2 separate regions of the Gossypium arboreum genome follow, and region 1 is linked to region 2. A link is a contact called in public Hi-C data. All regions are on one chromosome and are shown on one strand. Each heading gives the region's core, a stretch centred on a gene start, on an enhancer-like site or on the middle of the called end of the contact. The rest is flanking DNA. Distances are from core to core; before and after follow the strand shown.

The links. A called contact is a pair of places that touch in the nucleus more often than the background predicts.
Region 1: a Hi-C map of leaf shows a contact between it and region 2, with 5 times the contacts expected there. The contact joins the promoter of LOC108463937 here to the promoter of LOC108463873 in region 2. A contact is called at or near these places in 2 of 5 Hi-C or Micro-C datasets (both in leaf).

The regions. Positions count from the first base shown.
Region 1 is chr3:28,358,581-28,362,518 of ASM2569848v2, reverse strand. It overlaps LOC108463937, which reads right to left and starts at 1,941. Exons shown (of 4, transcript XM_017763952.2): 1 at 1,679-1,941; 2 at 1,512-1,593; 3 at 1,306-1,422. The coding sequence starts at 1,806.
Region 2 is chr3:28,188,565-28,192,556 of ASM2569848v2, reverse strand. It overlaps LOC108463873 (ATP-dependent DNA helicase homolog RECG, chloroplastic), which reads left to right and starts at 2,177. Exons shown (of 18, transcript XM_053025631.1): 1 at 2,177-2,317; 2 at 2,856-2,952; 3 at 3,796-3,878; 4 at 3,963-3,992. The coding sequence starts at 2,914.

The DNA of each region.
Region 1 (3,938 bases), core at 692-3,191, 170 kb before region 2:
GGTCGATTTTCAGATACAGGTTATGAGTTTCCATTTTTCTTTTTGGTTTGCTTGCCTCCATAGCAGTATAGGCTATTGGTTTATGCCGTTGCTATTTGTTTTTTACTATAATATGTTTGCCTCTCCTTGTGCGAAAAAAGCAAAGAACAAAAGCATCGACCATCCAGTCATAGCAGAGGATTTCTATTTAAATTATTATGAGTTATAAACAAACTGGAACATTGAAGGAAAGAGTACAAGACAATTTCATTGATGTAAATCCATGGGGGAAGGTATGAGTGGATTTAAGGCCGAACAACAGCACTCAGTGATGTCTATCCTTTCTAGGTGTATCAGAGTGCAATTCTATCCCTATTTGAAAGAAAGGGATTTAGAAGATAAACCATTGTGTCAAAAACGAGGAAATTGTTAAGCAAATACAAATAAGGCCATCTGAGAGGGAAAATTAATATAGGCTGAAACCACTTAGTTACACCCCTTAAACAGTATAGTTAACCTAGTTGCATCAATGTGGTGTTTTCCTCCCATTCAGTACGACAGTACTTGGATGATACGAAAATCAAATATAATCTTGCCTGTAATCACAGTCCCTTCAATCCCAGAGAGTGATAAACGACCAGATAGTTACTGTCCAAGAAAAAGTGCCTAGGTGCCCTGTGGTTAACCAACTCCTCTTTATGGATAAGGAAGGTTGATATGGTAAAAGGTGGAGAAGAACAAGAAGACAAGTATCGTGGGTATGCAAATGAAAGAAGTAACTCCACTCAACCCAACTTGGACTGCTGACCGGTACTATCTCAACATACAGAGAGAATTCTAAGCAAGCACCTTTCTAGAATTCATCTTGTGACCCTCTTTACCACCGTTTTATTCTGGTTGCAACTTGCTTTAATTATCACAAGAAATTTAAGTTTGATCAGTCATTTTATAGAGGTCTGTTTGAAATAGGATCAGGAAGTAATGGTAGATTGTTCTACATGACATTTTTGGGAACAAACTATTTTCTAAATTAGGATCAGCAGAAATCGGGAAATATTGCAAAAATTACACTTAAGGATACTTGTACAGTTCAATTTGAAGCAATTACTTCAAATTTTCATAGAATCAACATAAAAAAGAAACAACCAAATCATGCTTGAATGATGCAGAGACAGAAAGCGCAATTCTAATTAAGGTTTCAACTACCATGTAAAACAGGGAGGAAAAAAAAAAACCTAATCTTGCATACCAGGAAAAAATCCTAAGTAGGTTATTAAAAGAATGCGTGCACACATGAAACATACATAATAGCAATGTGTAACTTACCGAATGATAGGCATATGGTGATTTCCCCTGACGATCGAAGTGTTTAGCCATGATACAGAACTCAATCGGACCCCATTCCTCTGATTCAAAGCAATTGCCTAATGCCGCTTTATATAACTATCCAAACCAAGAAACAATCAAATGTCAACCAAATATGAAATTAAAATGATGGGAAAGCAATAAAACTAGAGAATAAAAGAGGGTACCTTAGCAGTGTCAGTTAAAAGCTCGGTTCCAGCAGGATAAGAAGCATAGAATTGATCAGCCCTCGAATACCCAGCTCTAGTTCTGCAAAATAAACGTAGAAGCAAAGCAATTAAAAGAAAACGCTAAAAAATGATAAAAATCCACAAAATCTAACAATTGAATGTACGTGTTGTTTGTATAAGCGTAGCTCAAAACAGCAACAAAGCAATAGAATCCAGTGTATGACACAATTCTTCGGAACTTTTGAATCTTCAGAATTTCTTTGACGCCGTCGAGAAGATTATAGAGCATCATGGTTGCCTCTGAAATTTTCAAGTATTTCTAGGAAGGAACTCTTTTATTGTAGAGACATTCTATCGAACATGTACTGCGGCTGTTGTTTGAAACCGTGTAACCACGCGCACTGCCTTAAAATTACTCTCTTTTTCCAACTGTTTTTATACTAAAAACTCTTAAATTTCGAGTTTGAAAATGTTTAATTAAATCAAATTATTCAGTTTAATTTAATAAAAGAAAATGAAATTTATTTTCTAATTTTGTGTAAATTTTGATTACAAAATTCAGCTCCATCAAGATTATTTTTTATTTAACTTGGCGAAAATTTATCTAACATCCTTGTTATACTCTTCTCCCCAAAAATACATATGTCAAGCCCAAAAGATATTGTTGATTCTATATTGACTCTCTGAGCACAACTATTCGGCCCACTTCAAACAGAACCTATCATCTATGTTCATAGGAGAGCGTTATCATAATGTGAACACACTTTCAAGGCAATAATGAGCCTATTTAGGTTTAATTACATCATAATGATAGAATCTCATAATACGTGTCCATGAATATTCATTAGGCATTTAACGAGATGGATAAGGAGACTTTTTCTTATAAATACCCTAGAAAACTATGGGTAAGGGATCGACCATTTTTATTCCCTAGAGTTACTCTGAGCATTCATCTTTTCAATCAACCTATCTTATTGTCTTTATTTCGGGTCTCAGCCTTTACAGCTGAACCAACCTCCACTACATCACCTTGATCTCCTTATTCCACATGTCTTCCTCCCTTGTTATACTTTGTATCAATAATTGGTGCGGTGAGCGTAAACAGAACAAAATGTCTCAAAATGAGAATGATGTTACCCACAACCTCATTAACAAACATTGACACTGACCCTGCAATTTCTCCAGTCTAATGAATGGCGACGATATCAAAAACATTGAACTTTCTTTAACCCAACCCAAAACATCGAATCGCTCAACCATGACTACCATGAAAGCCCTCACACAACTCCTAAATACCCTTAATACTCCCTCAATTAATCTTGCCACTATGGCATCGCCTTCAATTCCTAACATGCCATCCTCTCTTGTCACCCTACAAGACCCCAAAGATGATCTCTTAAAATAAATCCTCACTTGTTTAGCCTCGCAATATCAACCTACTACCGTGGCCATGCTCCCATATCAGAATTCCCAACAATAATATCTACTGAGTTCCTAGCACCATGTTGCTAAGATGCAAGAAAAGATGTGTCTCTTGGCTCGACAGTGTTAATTCCAGGAACAGTAGGAACGTTAACACTTGTTAGATCAACATAATGCCTGCAATGAGCAACTGATCACGGAGTTGCATGTAGCAAAAGATGATGTCAAAGAGGATGAATTACCTCCTTCTGACAGAATTAAAAAATAAATCACAATTAACTATCTATAATGATAAGAAAGGGCATAATGATGATGAGATTTTACAAGATCCTCAGCCTGATTATGAGCCTTGAAACAAAACCATTCTTTTTGAGAAACAAATTGCAGCACTTCAATTAGAATTTTTACAAGAGGCTAAATGTTCTGAATCTAATGAAGTTTCTTAAAGCTACACTAACAAACCTTTAGCCCCTTATGCATTGGCGTATAACTTGTTTGCCTCTTTCAAGTTTCCCAAGTTGGCTTACATTGGTACTGGAGACCCGGAACATCATCTAGACCACTACAAAAACCACATGAACATTTTTGGAGCCTTGAACGCTATGAAATGCAGAGCTTTCCCTATGACTCTTTCTAGCATAACCCAAAAATGGTACCTATCATTTCCTTCAAGATCTATAAATAATTTTTATTAGATGGTTGGGTTATTCATGAGTAGCTTCTTAGCTAACAAAAACCCACAACAATCCCTAGCCTACCTCATGTCCATTCAATAGAAAGAAAATTAACCCTTCCGTGATTTCATGAAAAGATTTAATGTTGCAACTATGATAACCAAGGGTATTTTCAATGCTTTAGCCATCCAAGCGTTATTGGCAGGAACCACTCACAAATTCCTCCGACTTCACCGCATGGGTAACCCTCCAAAAAAGTTATCTCAATTATATGAAATGGTCTATCGTTTCACAGAAGGTGATCGGTTGGACATTGATCAAGCTAAGC
Region 2 (3,992 bases), core at 928-3,427:
TGTTCTTCGAAAGAGTTCCATCCTTCTTTCATCTTTAGGTAGTCCTCATTTTTTCTCGAATCCATACATAATTTCATTGAAATCTCCACAAACGAACCAAGGGATGTCTACGTCATTAGCTAAGCCTTTCAAAACAACCCATGAATCATTCCTATCTTGCGCATAAGAGGATCCATAGAATCCCGTAAATCTCCAATTGGTTCCTTCTTCCTTATCTGCAACTACCACATCAATATGCCTCTTAGAAAATTTACGGAGCGTTATATTAAAATCAAACCTCCATGCTAAACACAATCCTCCTCTTGTACCTTCTGGGTCAACTTCAATACCATTCGCAAAACCACAACTTCTACGAACGATTCCATCTGTCGTCTACTAAGCTTTGTCTCCATAAAGAAGACTATTTGGGGATTATATATCTTCAGCAAATGCCGAAGTCTTTTAATCGTCCGTGGTCTCCCTAACCACGGACATTCCAACTTATGATTTTCATTGCGTCCAGTTGGCTTGCCTCTCGGCAGCCGCCAATGATAAAAGATTAAGTTCCACCATTCTTTTGCTCATTGTCATTGCATTACCACTCTCTTCTTTTCTTGCTAGGTCTCCCATCTCCCCCCTGTTTTTTTTTTTCCCTTCCTCTCCTACTAAAATACCATCTTCTAAATCATGTTCCATAGCCGTTTGCATTTGATCAGGCCAAGAATTCTCCTTTCGTTGATCTAGAGATGATAATCCCCCTTCAATGTTAAATCCTAGAATTATATCAATGGCTTTTCCACTTCTGTCTTTATTATCCTCATCCCATAATCTGAACCCGAAAACTCGATTATCCTTCCAACCTCCTTCCTGTTTTCTTTCACCTTCATCCCGAAGCCATATACTATTCATAGATAGAGCTCTTCGGGATTGTGCTCGCAATGATAAATCCTAACCCAATTCAGCAATTTCCATCCCTAACATCATTTTTGCCTCACAGAATGAGCCACTATACCCCAAATGTCCGCAATAGAAACAAAAAAGTGATAAACGTTCATATTGAAATTTAACATATGAGCATCTTCCGCCCCACATAACCTGCTTCTTTCTTTTCAAAGGCCTCCTAATGTCAATCTGTACCCTTACACTCATGTAATTATGATTTTCCTTTCCAAGATTTGAACCATCATATTCCAAGAAAGCCCTTATAAAATTGCCTAGTTATATTGCTAAATTTTCATAAAATAATCCTATTGGGATGTCATGAATTTGTACCCAAAAAGGGGAAAAATTAATGGTACTCTTAATGGATCCTCTTCCCTTTTCAATTTATAAAATATCAACAAATGATTATTGAAAGCCCAAGGTGAACCTTTCAAAACCTTCTCCATATCCTTACCATGAAAGAACTGAAAAAGATACCTTTTTTCCCCCCAGATCTCGAATTTGAACCTCACAAACAGGATGCCACAGATTAGCCATAGTGCTTTTCATGGCTGGGAAGTGAATTATATTGGCTGTTAGGAAACATCCCACAAGTTGAAATTCTTCCACTATTCTTTCCGTGCTTGGATCTACCTGGATCTGTAATATTTCTTCTTCTTTCTCATTTAATGATAATTGTGCTAATTCAATTTCCATGAATACAGGTTTGAAGGCCAGGATACGATCGCCACACTCCAATCGTAGAAATAAACAGACTTAAAGACACTGGTTGTACCTAAAAGACAAAACAAATACTAAAAACAAGAAAAAACCTAAGAACTCATGCTAGCGGCGGCAGACAATTGCGTGCTAGGGTAGCAGACCCTTTTAGGTTTATGACTTGTTCTTTTACTTTGTTTACTTGGAAACGAAGAAAGTTATTAAACTTTTAAAATTTAGTTAATTTACTTTTCTTCAAAGAAAAATTAATTTTTTTGTTAGAAAAGAAAATTGATTGGATTATTACAATTTTAAAGACATATTATTTTATGTAGTAATTCCCGTATCCTTGGTAAAAATAAAAGCAATAAAAGTTCAAAATTTTAAAATAAATTATCTATATCCACAATAATATATATATAAAGTGCTCAGCAGACTATTATATTAATGCCATAAAATGTTAATAGTTTTAAGTTATTTTTTATATAAAAAAGTTAAAAAGAGGTAAAACAATAAAAAATTAGAGAAAATGTGATAAAAGAGTTGAAAATTAGTAACTAAATTTATGATTATATACCAATAAAGGAAGCTTTTGAATGAATCCGAATTATCAGGGAAAAATTAAAGAGCAGTGCAAGGCAAAGCAAGGCAAGGCAGGAAGAGCAAAAGCCCAAAAGGAGTGGAACATCTCTATGAGGCAAGTAGTAGCAGTTTCCGGCCCAACATAAGCATGTCATTCAGACTCGAAATGGAAGCTTTGTTTGTTTGAGTGTTTCTTCCAAACTCTTTACTCTCTTGTAACTGGCGTCTATGTTTATGTACTTTTTATTTCAAATTCCTTTAGATTCCCAGCCACTGAAGGCATTCGCATCTACATACAAAAGAAATCTTGTTGTTAGAAATCCAGGTGAGGAGCGTCGTAATTGCCTAATCTCAGTCCATATTTATCTTCCAAATTGGTTTTCGTTTACATCTCCCATCTTTGATTTCTCGGAAACTGCTTGTAAACAAGCTGCCAAGTTAGATCTCCCCCCTCTCTCTCCGTTGGTTCAGTTCTCACAACTTCAAATTCCTTCCCCAGCTGAAGCTGGAAATGGTGGACTTGTATTGAAAAAAAAATTATGAATTGAAAGAAACCCAAGTCTTTTAAATCCCAATGTTTATGTTTTCATTTTTGTATGGGTTGTGGCAGTTGATTGTATTCCCTGGATTCTAACTCAAATGCCGTCTTGCAGGATTGTATATGCTTTGATGAGTTAGGCATGTTCTTTTGGTGCAGTAAGTTTGTTTCACATGGCACTGACTGTCTCAAGCGTGCTTTCATGTACCGTGGTACAGTACCACGATTCTCTTTTGCTTTAAATGAATGATTAAAGCAAGAGTTTTTTATTTTATTATTATTATTTTTTATGTCTATTCAGATTATTGTTGTTTTAGATTCTGCTATGAAGTAGCCAGAGTAGGAGTTGTAAGATTGGGTCGGGATTAGAAGAATGATGAATAATATTACATGTATCGTTGTGCATGTGGAAAATTTGAGAGGCTACTGTATGTAAGAGTACGATAACAGGTGAAAAGCCCAGTAGGATAAATGACTAGTGGTAATACTGCCAAGTTAAAGAAATTCATCTCTTTAGTTGTAAATTTACATGGTTGAACTCATAGGTTGGAAGGTAACTGTTGAGTTCAAATTCTGAATTCTTTTGCTTTGAAAGTGAATTATGTTATTCAACCATATTCTCTTAACACAAAATCTTAACTACTTCCAAATCTAGTGATCCTAAAATTCATTCAAATCTGATTCAGATGGGCCAAATTAGAAATTCTATTATGCTCTTTGTCTCTCTCACTTACTCCTTGTAGCACTTATTCGTTCGCATAAATTAGATCTTGGCTTCTGCTATTTTCTGCCTATGTCAAAGTACTTGTATTTTTGTTATAGAGATCCCATCATTTTCCCTAACTTATTTTGTATCAGTTTTACTTATCCAACCAAGCATGCTTTCCAGGTTCTTAGATACTCATGGAAACTTAATGTGCTATTATTCCATTGTGGAAATTTTTATGTACAATTCTTTGTTTTTCATGGCTTATTTTAGCATCTTAAGAATCAAATGAGCATGGTGACACTGAATTTTTGTTATGCATTCTAAAATTTTCCTCCTTTTCTTTCAGTGTTTTACCGGGAAGGGTTTGAGAAGTGCTATAGTCTTTGAAGCAGAGAGAGGCTATAGGAATGCTTTAGGTAGAAAAATGAGGTAATGCACTACATTAAGTTTGGTTGCTTAAACCATGATGGTTGAGATGGAATTTTACTTTGAGTTGCCTTCAATTAATGTTAGGTTCCATAATTACCTCTTCAATAAAGTTTC